Linked DNA regions of Ovis aries: region 2 is linked to region 1. Evidence: chromatin contacts called from public Hi-C data. All regions are on one chromosome and are shown on one strand. The core of a region is the stretch at or near the end of the contact, and the rest is flanking DNA. Distances in the headings are between cores, read along the strand shown. Region 1 overlaps CHN1 (chimerin 1). Region 2 has its middle 16 kb from the start of CHRNA1.

The links. Hi-C and Micro-C count contacts between places; a contact is called where the count stands out from the background.
Region 2: a Hi-C map of mixed tissues shows a contact between it and region 1, with 3 times the contacts expected there. The contact joins two enhancer-like sites. A contact is called at or near these places in 10 of 16 Hi-C or Micro-C datasets (hypothalamus, liver, mesenteric adipose tissue and 6 more).

The regions. Positions count from the first base shown.
Region 1 is chr2:135,072,167-135,080,054 of ARS-UI_Ramb_v3.0, reverse strand. All of the region lies in intron 2 of CHN1 (chimerin 1), which reads right to left. It also overlaps the pseudogene LOC105607505. Among named protein-coding and RNA genes, the nearest start is that of CHN1, 7.0 kb to the right of the region's middle. Within about 2 kb of position 3,349, at least 4 of the 54 cell types and tissues checked have an H3K27ac peak or open chromatin away from gene starts, as enhancers often do.
Region 2 is chr2:135,305,450-135,313,337 of ARS-UI_Ramb_v3.0, reverse strand. No RefSeq gene overlaps it. Among named protein-coding and RNA genes, the nearest start is that of CHRNA1, 16 kb to the left of the region's middle. Within about 2 kb of position 4,632, at least 4 of the 54 cell types and tissues checked have an H3K27ac peak or open chromatin away from gene starts, as enhancers often do.

The DNA.
Region 1 (7,888 bases), core at 2,100-4,599:
CAACACCAGTCAGCAGCCAAAGACCTAACCCAGTCTCCTGAAGTCTCCCCAACAACCATCCAGGTGACATACCTCCCCTCCAGTCAGAAGAGTAAACGTGCCAAGCACTTCCTCGAATTGAAGAGCTTTAAGGACAACTATAACACACTGGAGAGTACTCTGTGATGGAGCTGAAGGCCTCTCACTGTTGAAGGAGCCATACAGACTGCACTGTGCTTGCCGGGTGGCCTCACTCAGGTCATCTGGGTCAGCCCAGCTCTGGATCAGCTGAAGCCCTGGTTGTGTTCAGAGCTCTTAAGATTTCATGCCTAGAGGATCATTCTCCCACCCGTTCTTATGGCCAGTTTCAGAACATCAGTTAAGACTTTATTTTCCCTTGGTATCACTTTTCTCTGGAGTTGAATTAGATGTTTTTCTTAATATTTCTGTCAAAGCTTCCTTAAAAATCCTCACTTGGTTTTTTGATCATGGTTCATCTGTCATTTTCCAGACTATAAATTATCCCAAGGGTGACCAGGCTTGGTGTCTTGTCTTCTGTACACAGCTGAATGGGAGCCTTTTGGTTTGAAACATCTAAGAGCTGATTGGTGGAAATGGTATACAGAATGCTGGGGAAATTGGTGGAGGCCATGAGTGCTACCTAGAACAACTTACCCTGGTGCTCCACTTAAACCAGGATGTTAACGGGAACATTAACACAACTTCTCTAACATGCGAGGATCTGCCTTCCACTTTCATTGTATACTGTCATGAGTAAATTGAAAAAGGAATGTTTTAACATCTGATATAATCCCGTCACTCCTTATTTGTGGGATACCGTGAAGGAATAGACCAATATCTTGATCTGACTTTATAAACCATTTAATGAACAATTAAAAAATAAAGCATATGATTCAAAAAAAATGAACAAAAAATTATGAAAAATAGAGGGTGTATATCATATGGGTCTGAAAATTAACTTCCAAATATAAGAAATATAGTAGACTACTGTAACACTGAACATGCATTCAAACATTTCTTGCTGAGCTATTAAATAGTCAGTACACACCAACCATGGTGAAAATGAAAGTGAAAATTGCTCAGTCGCATCCAACTCTTTGTGACCCCATGGACTATACAGTCCATGGAATTCTCCAGGCCAGAACACTGGAGTGGGTAGCCTTTCCCTTCTCCAGGGGATCCTCCCATCCCAGTGATCAAACCCAGGTTTCCCACATTGCTGGCAAATTCTTTACCAACTGAGCCACAAGGGAAGCCCAACAATACTGGAGTGGGTAGCCTATCCTCTCTCCAGTGGATATTCCCAATCCAGGAATCGAACTGGGGTCTCCTGCATTGCAGGTGGATTCTTTACTGAGCCACGGGGGAAGCCCTCAACCATGTAGCGGTTGTTAAAGACAGGAGAAATCCACAGCTTTCCCAGTAGAGAACTTCTTCTAATGGGTTATACAGGGGAATACAAACTAACCATTGTATCACCACATAAGTGCCAGGGCAGACGGGCATACAGCACTTCCTGTGCAGAAAAGGTACTGTGATGATCACTCAGTCGTGTCTGACTCTTTGTGACCCCACGGAATGTGGCCCACCAGGCTCTTCTGTCCATGGAACTCTCCAAGCAAGAATACTGGAGTGGGTAGCCATTCCCTTCTTCAGGGGGAATCTTCCCAGTGGGTAGGAACTTCCCAGGGGGAATCTTCCCAGTCCAGGAATCAAACCCCAGTCTCCTGCATTGCAGGCAGTTTCTTTACCATCTGAGCCACCAGGTAAGCCGTTACTAAGTCATAAAAACCTCTTAAAAGAGAAGATTATTCAAGGTGAGTTTTGCAAAATGTGTAGAAGGGAGTTAAGGCAACGAAAGGCTTGTAAAATGATGCCACAGCCACACTGGGTACAATCCCTTCTGGAAACTTCCAAGTTGTTCAGTATGCCTGAAACACAACCTCTGAGGAGGTGATGAGAGACAAAACCAAACAGGTAGGGAATTTGGACTTAATGGTGATGACGGCTCACTAGAGGATTTCAGGTAGAGAAGCAAATGGACATGAGTTTGGGTAAACTCTGGGAGTTGGTGATGGACAGGGAGGCCTGGCGTGCTGCAGTTCATGGGGTCACAAAAAGAGTCGGACGCGACTGAACTGAACTGAATAAATTTCTAAAAAGCAAGTCTGAGTTTCCAGTTATGGACTCTAATATAATATGAATAACCCAAAATAATAAAGGAGGAAAAAACAGAAATGTTTAAACTGAGTCAAGGCTCTCGAGTGGCTCAGTGGTAAAGAATCCACCTGCCAATGCAGGAGACACAAGAGACATGGGTTCAATCCCTGGGTCAGGAAGATCACTGGAGGAAGAAATGGCAACTCTGCCCTAGAATTCTTGCCTGAAGAATCCCATGGACAAGAGGAGCCCAGTGAGCCACAGTCCATGGGGCTGCAAAGAGTCAGACATGACTGTGCGTGCACACAAGGTTGTTCACAGCTAAGTATACAGAGTAACAGTCCATTATTACATGTTTGTTCTGCATTCATTTAGTCACTCAATAAATTTGGACTGAGCACCTACTATGTGCCAGCCACTGAGCTTACACTCCTTGATACCTTTAAGTGCCATGAGGACTGAGGCTAGATCTGATTATATTCTGGATGACCTCCCAAAGGAGAAGTAAGCATTGCCTGTTGGCCAGTGTTGTTTTTGTTTTTTTTACATTTTTAGAGCACACTAGAAAGCACCAAGCGTCCAGCACTATCAGAAGTCTATCTGGTCATCACCATACCTCACTGATCCAGGTCTCAAGCATTCTCAGACAAAGTCTACAGTGGCCTGTGGCAAGTATTTAACCACACACACAAGCAGAAATACTGCAGAACCACTTTTTCAAGTGGGTTGACAGACTTGTGAAATAAACAAATGGAGAAACTCTGCTGATATCTTGGATCTTTGCTAGTATTTACAGTAAGTGACAAAATTAGCTACTACGTATCGTCAATGACTGTATTAAGAATCTTAGATACATGATCTCATTTATTTCTGCAGGAAACTAATAGCTCCTGTTGAGATATACGGAAAAATGAGACTGGGACATCTAGCTGACACTTGGCAGGGAAAGGATTCAAGGCAGCTCTTACTTCAAAATCTAAGCCTTTTCCTCCACACCACATGCTATGGAAGTATCCACTACAGGCTTTTGATTTCACTCTGAGTGAAATCTGAAGTCCTCGCTGAGGTGTACCGACAGGGCCCTCATAATCTGTGACCCCAGCAACCCTCGCCCACCAGATGCCTCTCTGCCCTCACCTGCCAGCACTTCGGCTGGCTCACTCTGCTCCAGCCACGCTGCCTTTCTTCCTGTTTCTCAAAATGGCTAAGCACATCCCTGGATTAAAGCCTGTTCCATGAGGCGATTCCCCATCTTCATGTAACTCTTTCCCTTATTTCCTTCAAGTCTCTGCTCAAAACCCACCTCTGCCGTGAGGCTTTCCCTGACCACAGCTTGCCCCATCCTCTTCACTCTGCTTCATTTTTCTTCACAGCCTGAGCCCTCTGGCACATTATACATTTTCCTCTGCGCCCTCAACTGCAAATATAATTTCCTTGAGGACAGGAACTAATAAATACCTGGCACATATTAGGCTCTCGATTCATCAAACATGAGTAAACAAATCACTGAACAGGAAAACACACCCCAGGCCTCAGAGCTACTCCTCAGGAAAATCATGAAAGAGTACGTTCCTGTTTCTGCTCCCTTCTCCCGCTCTACCGTCCACTCCTTCTCCCTCATGCCAGATGTCCTGAGCTTTTATTCACACCACCACCTACAACATGGGTCCCTCTTAGTAATGCCCCACTCTCCAGACAAACGCTTCTGCACTTTCTTTTCTCTTACAGTGTAGTTCCCTCAGTCAAAATGCTTGCTTGTCTTACTACTTTAAGATCTTCAGTCCATAAATTAAAATCTTTCTTCCATGCATATGATAGGCGTCTATATTTAGCATGCTATTCCTTAACAGGTAATATACTAAAAAAATCATGCTTTAATTTTAATATAATGGTGTAAAATTTATTCACCATAAAAGGCCTGCAGGGAAAAGTATTTCAGTCAGGCAGATATTTACATATCCCTTAAATGCACAGCTACCTATCTGCCGTCTTTCCCACCTAGTACAAGCAATTTCAAATCCTAAAAAGCACCTCTGACAAAGTAACGTCACGGCCATTAAGGACCTGAAAAACAAACTTCTGTAGAAGAGGTACAAGACAGAAAGAATAAGGGCTGAAGCTATGTGCTAATCGCAGAAATGGGAAAATCAGGCAAGTTTAGCAGTTTAAAGAAGAGGATCCATTCTGTTTTCGAAATGTCAAATTTGTGGTCAGAAAGATCTATCTATTCCAGCAAGATAATGTATTCCTCAAATAACACCCTTTTTCTGTTTGCTTTACACCATGAAATATATAAGGTAAGAGGTCAGAGTGGAAAGGGAAAGGAACCACTTTCAGAGCAGCTGGGTAACACAACGAGGTGGCCCCACACCACCATCAGCTGGCAGCAGGCCGGGCCTGACTCATCTCCCCTTCTCCCCCAAACTGCCTCACTGTCAGCAGTAACTCTTTTCAAGAAGTGTCTGCTTTTCTAAATTTAAAACAACCATTCAAAACAGGTAGGGTATTTTAACTTACCAGTTTTGGTTTTTTGTTCCTTGGGGAATAAAAGGAAAAAAAGACTTTCTAAAAACATGGACAGTTCTAAAGGTTCCTGAATATAAAACCACTCTTTTAAAAATAGTCCTTTCTGGCTTTTACAGTTTAACTGAAGTGAATTTTCCTTCCATTCATTCTGATTTCCTATCCTCCTCCCACAATTTTATTAATACAATCTTACATTGAGATATAATCCACATACCATAAAATTCACCCTTTAGACTATACAAAGCAATGCTTTTCAGGATATTCACAAGGTACTCATCCTTCTTTTTAAGTATAAGGAGCTAAATTAGGAATACATATTTGTAACTTTATTTTGTCAGACATGATTCTTTTTTAAATCATTTTCCAATGTAAAATATGGTCACATCGTTCTGCTTTCTTAGTTTTCCTACTCTGCTATTTTAAGTACAGCAGGATTATATTAATATATTAAAAAATCAAAGTTTGCAGGAATCATTTCCTATGGAAGAATGATTTGCGACCAGTAACAGGTTGTAAGGCCAGGCTTGAGAATTTGTCTTGCATTGGGTTAAAAATTAAGTACAGTGATTTCATTTAGTTTATTGTGAGTGTGAAAGTTGCTCAGTTATGTCCAACTCTTTGCAACCCTATACACTGTAGCCTTCAAGATCTTCTGTCCATGGAATTCTCCAGGCAAGAATACTGGAGTGGGTAGCCATTTCCTTCTCTAGGGCATCTTCCTGACCCAGGGATGGAACCTGGGTCTCCTGCACTGCAGGCAGATTCTTTACCATCTGAGCCACCGGGGAAGCCCCTTTATTTTATATATTACAGATTTCAAAAAGTGTTTTAAAGGTACTGTTACTGATCTTATAAAACTGAGAAAACACCAATTCCCCATGATCAGGGGCTATTACTATTACTGGACGGACTTTGAGAAAAGCTACACATACCCCAGACCAATCAAGGAACTCTGTGTTATGGCTGCTCTCAAGATGAAGCACACTGTTAAAACTTAGGTTAAACCCATCTGGTGAAAAAATGCAAAACTTATTATATCTATGTCACTCCTTCAGAATGATGTGATATATAAAACAATATTTTTCTAATTATCTTATGATTGCTTTAGATTAGTCTCAAACATGTATTCTCAGTGGGGGTAAGACTGCCCTCAAGGGAGCAAAACTTGGCTTCCAGGGGTCGAAGAAAAATTACTCTCTTTACACATAGAGCGAATATACACACAGTCCATAAACAGAATCTTGGTATTAAAGTTTCACAGAGAGATCAATTACAAAAAACTGTGTGAAAGACTTCTTACAGAAGGTGACTTAAAAAAAAAGTTGAGAAATACTGATCTAAAAGAAACTAAAACTCTTAATAAATACATTAAAAATTTGTCATTATACTTATCACTATCTTCTAAAATTAGAATGCTTACAGGATGGTTATTTCAGGGACAGATGTGACTCAAGATGGCATCCACCAATATTCCTCTTACACTGTACACAGATGGTGACTATCAGAGTTATAACAACTATAATAATTTTATCTCTCTTACATGGTACCAAGTCTCCAAACATTAAAAGAAAACATTTTAAGCTGAGACTTTAGGCTTCTGACACCAGTAAAAGAAAGAATATGGACAAGCATTTAAATAAGGATGGTGATTTTAATGACAGTTAAAAAGATGACAGATTCTAAGAAAAGTAGCTGGGCTTTCAACATCAGACCACCCTGCTGCTTCTCATACTCTTTGATGAGAATATCTGAACAATTAAAATGGCAACAGAGAGTATACTCAAGTGGACGTGTCCTATAAAATGAGCTTTTGGTCAAATAAATCATACTGAAAGTGTGCAGTTGTCTGCCAGGACAGCCGTGGAAGTCAGAAAATTTCCTAACTGTATCACAAAGAATACTCCATCCCTATTTAACTGCTCCAAAGCCTCTCTGAAAAGATACCCACAGACAGGTGTTGTCAGGATAGTGAACGATGCCAAATAAAGCAGCATAATGAAGGGCTTCCATGGGGGTAGGACAGACTGAGGAAAGAATATAAGAAAGTCCAGAGAAATCCTAAATATCAGAAGTGATCGACGGCAGTGATGATGGTGACTACATGGTAAGAAGAAAAAAGGGGGATGGGGCGAGCAGGGGCAACGCCAGAGCCAATTCCACCCAGAGAGTTATTCAGGTTTGGCTAGCTTAGCACAGCTGAATTATAACTGAGTTCCCAATCTCACCAGCTGTCCTGGGCTATAAACCAGAGCTCCATTTAGCTACAAATGACAGAAATTCCTGCCAAGTGATGACCTGACAGGATGTTTTTCCCCCAGTTCTATCAACTAGGGCTGTACGAGTGCAGCAAATCAGGATATTCTGGCTGGCACCTCAGCCCCCAAATCCTGAACTAGATGATCTGAGACTTTCCCTCTAGCCCAGCAATTGTCGGACAACATGGACTTCTCTGCCAGGGAAGTTCTAACAAAGCCCACACGGAATTAGGTAGCTAGGTGCAAACACTATAGTTCTGGAATGTCGGCTCTAACACAGGGCACATGTTTCCTGCACGCTGCTAGAGATGCTTGTCAAACCAGGAAGGAAAGGTGAGTGACCAGAATATGAACCATATTTGGAGAGTTTTGAGGATTTAAAAATTATTTGTATTTATGCTGATCACTGGCTCATTTGAAAGATGAAGAACTGGGATCTGGTTCTTCCATCCTAGAGTAAAAAGGAAATTTGCACTGAAAATGTCCTTTTAAGCAGCAAAGGTGATTAACAGTGAAGACAGTATATAAGACAGTCTTCACTCTTCAGCTTAATTTGACAGGTACTTTACTAAGTTCCTATAACACACTTGGGTGAAAAAAATGTCTATAAATGTAAAAAATATATTGGGTAATTTTAGAGGCTCCCTTTTTAAAAAATTAATCTGACTTTCACTAAAAGTTTTTCCTATAAAAAGAACATTCTTTACAATTATTAAAAAAAAAAAAAAAAAACCTGGATGGAAATGTAAAACATAAAGCAAAAACACGAAGACTCTATTGCTGGCTGCTATGCACTTAACTGTGTCCTCCCAAAAAGTTCACATGCTGAAGCCCTAACCTGCAACGTGATGGTATTTGGAGATGGACCTTTGGAAGGTACTTAGGATTAGATGAAGTCAGGAAGGTGGGGTCCTCATGATGGGATTAGTGCCCTTATAAGAAGAGAC
Region 2 (7,888 bases), core at 3,383-5,882, 230 kb before region 1:
GTCTGGGTAATAGCAATCTGATGGGAATCTAAGGAAACCTGGGAGGCCAAGTTGAAGGACAAATGGAAAACCGGGGTAGAGAAAGAACGGGTGGAGATGGAAAAGCCTGGGGCTGGGTATCTGGTGTGGCGAAGGGAGAGAACTGGTCAGAGAGAGAGGACTCCAAAGAGTATCATTAAGGAACTCTGCTGGAGATTTTTAAAATTTATTTTTAACTGGAGGATAATTGCTTGCAAAGTTGTGCTGGTTTCTGCCATACAATAATGTGAATCAGCCATAGGTATACATATATCCTCTCTCTTGGACTTCCCTCCCACCCTTTACTCCATCCCACCTTTGCTGGAGATTTAAAATATACGCCTACCTTTAGCATTTTCTCAAGAGACAGATAAGATTTGAATTGCTTTAATTATATTTTCCTGCAGGACTGGGTCCAAGACTGGACTATGTAGGATCCTTGATTTATATCAGTTACATAAGCAAAACTTCAGTCTTTGCTATCATTTGAAAGAGTCAAAACCACGCGTGTTTTTGCTTCCTCTCGTCAGCTGCTTGAGTTTCTATTCTGAGAGGTGCTAACTGTTAAACATTGTTATTCACTTGTGTTCCCTAAATAAATTTTAATTAGTTTTAATTTGGACCAAGTATGTTCTGCCGTTGACATAGTGACAGGAATTATCAAAAGTAAAATTAATAATGAACTTCAGAAAAAAAAAAACCCTTGCACTAACATGGTATTTTATCATTTCTATCTCAACAGAGACACAGATGATTTAAATTTTGGTTTTTCAATGACTTTCCTCAAAGCAATAATTACATTGGTAAAAAGGTTACTTAAGCATTATTTTTCACTTCTCAAGCGGTTTTCACAATGGAATTTTTGTGTTCTATCTCAGTGAAATAAATTGCATTAATGCAAGAAATGCGATCAAAACAGCAACTGTATGTAGCCTTCGAAACCTCGCATCAAGCTGGATAATTACTATTTTCATTACATAGTGGAAAACAGGAGCAGTGACACTTTCACCTAAAAAATTGCCAAAAGAAAAAGCTTGTCAGGGCTCTCAGAATATCATAAAGCAGACAAGACAAGAAATGTTAAAATATTGTTGGAGTTTTTAAATCAAGTCACTTCTCTTCCCTCTCCTGTCCTTTAGGACAATGGTGTCAGTTGTCCCCTAACCGTTAGTGCATAATTCTAACAAAGACCTGTACATCCCTCCAGCTAAAAAGCGGAATATCACTAAAAAGTCAAATATCAAACAGCTACTAATCTTGAGGTCAGCCCCTTTTCCAAAATGAGTAAAGCCTTTTGAATCCTTTGGGGTAAAAATCTGGCAAAGATCACAGAGAATTCAGTAAAGGTTTCTGATACATCAGTGGACTATCCTCTGAGGATTCTGCCCATGGGACTAATCCAAGCATGCTCTAGTTTAGTCCAAACACTTATAAAGTCATAAATGCATGAGGGAGTTTCTTTAGTGAAAGCCTGCAGACCTGCAGGGTAAACTTGCCAAGTGCAGCAATCAGCTGTGATCCTCTCTACAGTCTCATCTTCATTGTGCTCTTAAGTACTATGTAATTTGGTCTTGGGACCACTTAGCTAATTACAGATTAGAAGGATGGGGTTTTAATGTTACTGAACAACTGACAGAATTATTTAGCATTCTGCAGTTCAGTGGGAAAGAGTATAGATGTGCTTGAATATTTATGAAGTTTTACCTTCTCTTTTTGTTCTAGAGATCTTTCAACAAATTAAAACATGTGTGTCAGCAACATAAGGATTTGCCTAGACTTTTAAAGAGTGGCAAGCCAAGACTGACTTTTATTCAGACCAGCACTCTCATTTGCCATATTGCTGGAACTGAGAAGGGCTTGTGGGCCCGCAGTGCAGAAAGCCAAACTTTGACCGTGGGTGTTTGTGGCAAAGTCAGCGTTTATGTCAGGGCTCCACGCAAGGGATTGGAGACAAGCATCCTACCAGGTTTTCTTAAAGGGGAGGAACAAAGAAGCTGGGGTTAATCATCGCCTTGTGACATTTCTTAATCATAGTCTTGGGAGTCAGGATGCCTAAGATATATGTTGCTGGTCTGGCACTCCATGACAAGGGTGGTAGGTGTGGGTGTGTGTCTGTTAGCTCACCTTGCCCTGGAGAAACAACCAATTATATTATCAATTATGTTATCAACAACAACAGTTTCAGTCATCTGACTCTAGTGCATTAGTGTGCAGTTAGCACGGGATTGAGGTTGGGTGGGTGGGAGCGAGGGGGCGGGGAAGAGAATAAAGTTTTGGATAAAGAGATTAATCATAAACTCAGCAAGGAAACTAGGTTTTAGGGAGACTCAGTTTCACTGATTTTAAGTATTTTAGCTTACTGTATGGGTGTGACCGGTGCTATTTAAATTGCCAATATCAGTGTATCCCTTCTGTGTGCCCTGACTCCTTGTATCGGTGGCAGTAGCTTAGCTTTGTCACAGCTCTGGGCACAGCAGTAGTCCCTTGGAGAGTCTGGAGTTCCTAGATAGACACATCTGCCCGGAGCTTCAGTTTCACTTGAAGACTTGGAGAAAACAAAAGTGATCAATTTAACCATTTATTTAATGTGCTGCCAGTTCTTTATTTAATTTGCTGTGAAGCAAGTAAAATTATGCATTGACTATAATTAAAAACTCAATATTGGCTGATACTTGCAGTGAGAGAATAACAACCTGTAAACCAAGAAGTGTGTCTGTTTAGCTGTCAGAGCTCCAGCCGGGAACCAACCGGTGACATGGAGAAAAATCTGACGCCATTTTTTCCTGGGAGCGTGATGGGCCAAGGTCCCTCCTGGCCCCCAGGTGAGGCAGCCCAAAGCTGGCTCCTCCGGTCTCCTGTCATTGGCGGGAACTCTAAGACTGCTGGAAGGAGAGGACCATTCTGTTCTGTGAGATCCTGGAAAACCTGGACCAGCTGGGAGTGGCCAGAGCCATTAGAGAAGTTCCCTCTCACCTCAGCGAGGCCTGCCATGGGCACCTGACATCCTCCAAGAACTGGCCCCCTTGCTCTCCCAGACCTGCACAGCACCTCCCAACTCCGGAGTCCCCACCTTGGATGGGGACCATCCGTAGCATGACCCCGTGGTACCCTTCCCCTCACCCGTCTACTGCATTATGGGCAGCGGGGCCTGCTCACTTCCGGCCCTTGACCCTGGCCCAAGCTTCAACTTCCTGTCTTGTGTGATCCATTCCCAGGAATAAGGACTGAATCGTCTATAGCCTGATTTCTCTGTGAAAATAAATAGGAATGCAAAATTCACACGACTGGGAAGATCTCAGAGAAGATGGGTGCTATTTCGGCCCCTTTGAGCAGTCCCTGGGGGCGCGCTCATCCTCCTTTGCGGCTACAGCGCCACCTGCAGGCACATTGGAGAAGCAGGACTGTGGGGGACGTCACAGCAAGGTGACGGAAACGCCTGTGAGGCTCTAACCTCCCCCAGAGACTGAGGACAGTGCTCTTCAGAGGGCACGTGTCCCACTGGAATACGGGCAAATTCCACACAGTTCCAGATATCCAGCCTTCCAACTAAATACCCTGCAAAGCCTTTATCCCCTCCTGCCAATCTGTGCAAAATGTCAGGGGGATAAGCCAGTTTGCTTTCTTCTCAGATTCACAAAATGTTTGTGCCAATTTTGTGCAGACCGATCCTTCTCTCTCTTTTCCTATACATTTTTTTCAGAAGTATGTGAACTCATTTTGGTGAAATTTAGCTGTACGATGGTTGTTATTTGTTTCAAGAAAGACAAAGGCAGCTTTGGCTGGTGCTGGGGATGTGGAGTCAGAGAACTGGAGGTAGCATGGAGTGTTGTGTCTTGCTTGTGAAGACTTATGCAGCAGTGCAAGCAGCCCCATCCCCAGGGGTCCATCCCCTTTCCTGCCCTTAGAAACCCCCGGGAGCCCAGGCAAGAACAAGAAGCCTTTCTGGGCACGTGGCTGCTGATGGGTGGAGGGATCCCAGGATGACCTGGTCCTGGACTGCTGCGCACACAACTGCTGCTGCTCACCTGGCCTCTCCTCCTCTCTCCTGCTCAGAGGGCATTCAGGGTGTATTTGGGGCAGGAAGAAATGCAACCGAGGGGAGCACTTATTGGAAATCTGACTGTGAGAGTCTTTGGTTACAGTCAGGCCAGTTCCAGGCCCAATTCAATTAATTCTGGATTAAGGTTCAGGGTCTGACCCTTCTCAGAGAGACTTTCTTGCACAACCTCTTAAAAAGTAATTTCTCAGAGACTGATCTTGGTTTGTGTTTTCTAGAGAATAAATTTGGAGGACTGTGCTTCCATATTCATTTCTATTTTGGTGATTCATTAGCACGTTGGTCAAGAAGGATCTTGTACATTTATCAGAATGTTCACCTTAGGGGTGTGTTTCCAGGGTCGGGCTCTGTGATAGACATCCACACCCTCCTAGCTGCACAAGCTTCGTGTATCCCTTTTCATCCTAAACCAAAGTTCTCTCTCTAGTATCATAAGCATGAAGACTTTGCAAGTGGAAGTTCATCCCTGAGATGAAGGCAGAGATTCAGCCTCCTCCTCAATGGCTTAGGGAGGGCAAAGGATTTAGAGGAACTGAGCTAAGAAAGTGAGAAGCAGGGAATTGGGTCAGCTTAACTCTAGGGAAGAACTAGGAAGCAGGTTTAGGGAACTAGAGGGTACTGTTAGAGACCCAAGGGATACGCACCAGGGAGCTTCCTGGAGATGTGGGAAAGGGCCGTGGTATCAGGGAGGAAGACCCATGATTTCAAGGTTGAGAGGCTGAAGGAAATCAGCCTTGGTGACTGGCTGTGAGCAGAGAGAGGGTGAAGATATGGGGTATGGAGAAGGGAGCTGGACAAAAGAATTAGGGAGAAAATTCAGACTATCCTGATAGCACTGGCCTCTACAAATTTAGTGGGTCCTAAATTTTCTCACTCATCAACAAAGTAACCCTTCCACCTGGATTAGAATGGGATGCATACATACCCTGTCCTCAATCCCTGCCACCCCCAAGATGATGATACAAGGACACTTGTATGGGAGCAAACATTCTGATATGTTTGATCTAAAAAAAAAAAAAAGTTTCATTTCCCTAAAGTTATGCTTGCTGCATTCATGCTTGCTGCCTTTATGCTCTCTGAATTCGCCTTTTCAAAGCCAGGCTCCTTTCCAAAAATCCACTCTGGCAGGAGATCAAGGGAGGGCCTGATGTTCTCCAGTTAATGATAAAATTCCACAGTGAAGCGTTCCCAGCATCAGCCAGAGAGGACCAGAACTAGCAGTCTGGCTCTGACAACCACAACCTAAGTCCCCTCCCGGGCCGCGTGCCTTGTCTGACTAGCATCGCCGTCCACGGCCAGCAGAAGGATGGCTTGGTCAGGTGAGGGCAGGTGTTGCTGGAACAGCATGCCCCCAGGTTTCCAGTGTCGCTGTCAGGCTGCAGAGCACCCCCCGCCGCCCACGCCCCGGAGCCAGTGCCGTGGTCTGCTTATTTTGACGTACTCATCCCCAACATGTCAAGATGAAAGGCAGGAAACGGGCAGTTCCAGTTCCCACAGCAGAAGTGGTTAGGCCACAATGCATCGCGTCTCATGCCGGTCATGGGATCCCAGAGGCTGATGCAGGCCGACCTCAGGCCTGGCTGGTCCGGCACCGCGTCCCCTGCACCGAATCCCTTCTGACCACAGACCGCCCGCAGCCTGGCTCGCTCCCACCGCTGCCAGTGACTGGAGCCACCTCCTCAGAAGGTCACCCCCGCCCCGGGGCTCCCCGCTGTTCCCAGGGGCCTGCCTGCTTCCTGCAGCCACTCCCAGCCTTGCTGGCCTGTTTCTGAGCTGTCAATGTGGAGCTTTCCCTGTGAACATAAGTGCCTCCAGGCTTTCAGGGCAGAGGTTTGGAAACCCCCAGGATTCTAAAAAAGTGGCAGACATTGACCCACCAAAAATCAAATTGAAAAAAAGAATAACAAAGCCCAGGCTTTCCTGTTTTCCCCTGAGTGGCTGCTGGCCCTTCCTGCAACCACCCCAGTCAGCTAGAGGAGTCTTCGGTAAACAGGCCATCTTTTCCATAAGACATAAGTAAGCATCGCTTCCACCCACACTCAGGATGTTAGAACATTTGAAGAATGATCTGTTCTGGACCAGAAATAACCTTACAGGAAGAATTCCACTTCTCTTTCTCCAGGTACGTGCTATGTGGCTGGCTTATGGGGACAGTGGGGACTGTCAGGGTCTACTTCTTGGCTTTGGTGCAGTTACTCCAAGCCCTTCTCAACAGGCCACTGCAAGAGCATTTGTGCATTTCATTTCCTTGGAGAGGATTTTTTTAAAAACGGCTGTAGGGCACTTTACATCCCATTCAGATGTGTTCCCTGGGCAGCAGACGACTTGAACGTTCAGTAGAGCCAGGCTGAGCAGTGCCCAGAGAGGGCCCCACTTCCTGTTCAACAGAAGCCACCACAGATAGGTACTCAGGGACAGTAATGTCCTTTTGTGCCTTTGTCTGGGGCAGCTTATTAAGGTAGAGACTCCTTAGTGTTGACAGGACAACCCCTTCCTGTGTGTTCCAGGAGAACATAATTGACTACAAAACCTTTTCTCGATGTCACCACTGCCAATTAGCAGCAGTGAACCCCAGTGAATGCTGGGAACCTGGAAATAGCATGTTCTACAGCTAATCAGCCCTGTGGAACAGTGACACACCTCCCTGTTGTCAGGAAGGTGGGATCCAGGTACCACAAGGGGGCTGGGTTCTCGCAGAGCCAACATGTTCCACTGATTTCAGAGCCCACCCTTTGTGGGTGAGTTACACAACCTTCAGGGATTAACCATCAGAGATAGGCCTCTGTCTGCTCAAGGCCTTTGGGTTTGAGAGGCCAGAGATATGCAAAAGGAGTCATCCAGATCTTAATTCATGTAGAGACCCTCTGTCCCCTCCCCAGCTCGCTCCCCACCAATCTGGATAGATTTAAGAGACCCTTTGTTTCTTGTGATCTGACCCTTCTCCCAAGGACTAAGGAAGCATCCATTCTGACTGCTGAGAGCTGAAGCAAACACATAATTTCAAGGTTTGGAAGGATGTTCTGGCCCACCCCTATTTCACTTTAAATAACTAACACCGGCAGGCAGGTGCTCAAAGCATGTGCAAAGAGAAAAATATTAATGCAAAAGGGCAAGACCAAAGGAAATACTTGCCTAGCTTTAGAATTGTTATTAGGATGGGATGATGGTGATTGTTAATCATTGCGATGTGGATTGGAAGCTGGAAGAGGCTGCTAAGCTCCCCGCACCTTGCTTCTAGTAATAAAAGTCCTGTTTGGAAATAACTTTGTGACTAAAGTTCAGTTCAGTTCAGTCGCTCAGTCGTGTCCGACTCTTTGCGACCCCATGAATCACAGCACGCCAGGCCTCCCTGTCCATCACCATCTCCCGGAGTTCACTCAGACTCACGTCCATCGAGTCAGTGATGTCATCCAGCCATCTCATCCTCTGGCGTCCCCTTTACCTCCTGCCCCCAATCCCTCCCAGCATCAAAGTCTTTTCCAATGAGTCAGCTCTTCGCATGAGGTGGCCAAAGTACTGGAGTTTCAGCTTTAGCATCATTCCTTCCAAAGAAATCCCAGGGTTGATCTCCTTCAGAATGGACTGGTTGGATGTCCTTGCAGTCCAAGGGACTCTCAAGAGTCTTCTCCAACACCACAGTTCAAAAGCATCAATTCTTCGGCGTTCAGCCTTCTTCACAGTCCAACTCTCACATCCATACATGACCACTGGAAAACCATAGCCTTGACTAGATGGACCTTAGTTGGCAAAGTAATGTCTCTGCTTTTTAATATGCTGTCTAGGTTGGTCCTAACTTTTCTTCCAAGGAGTAAG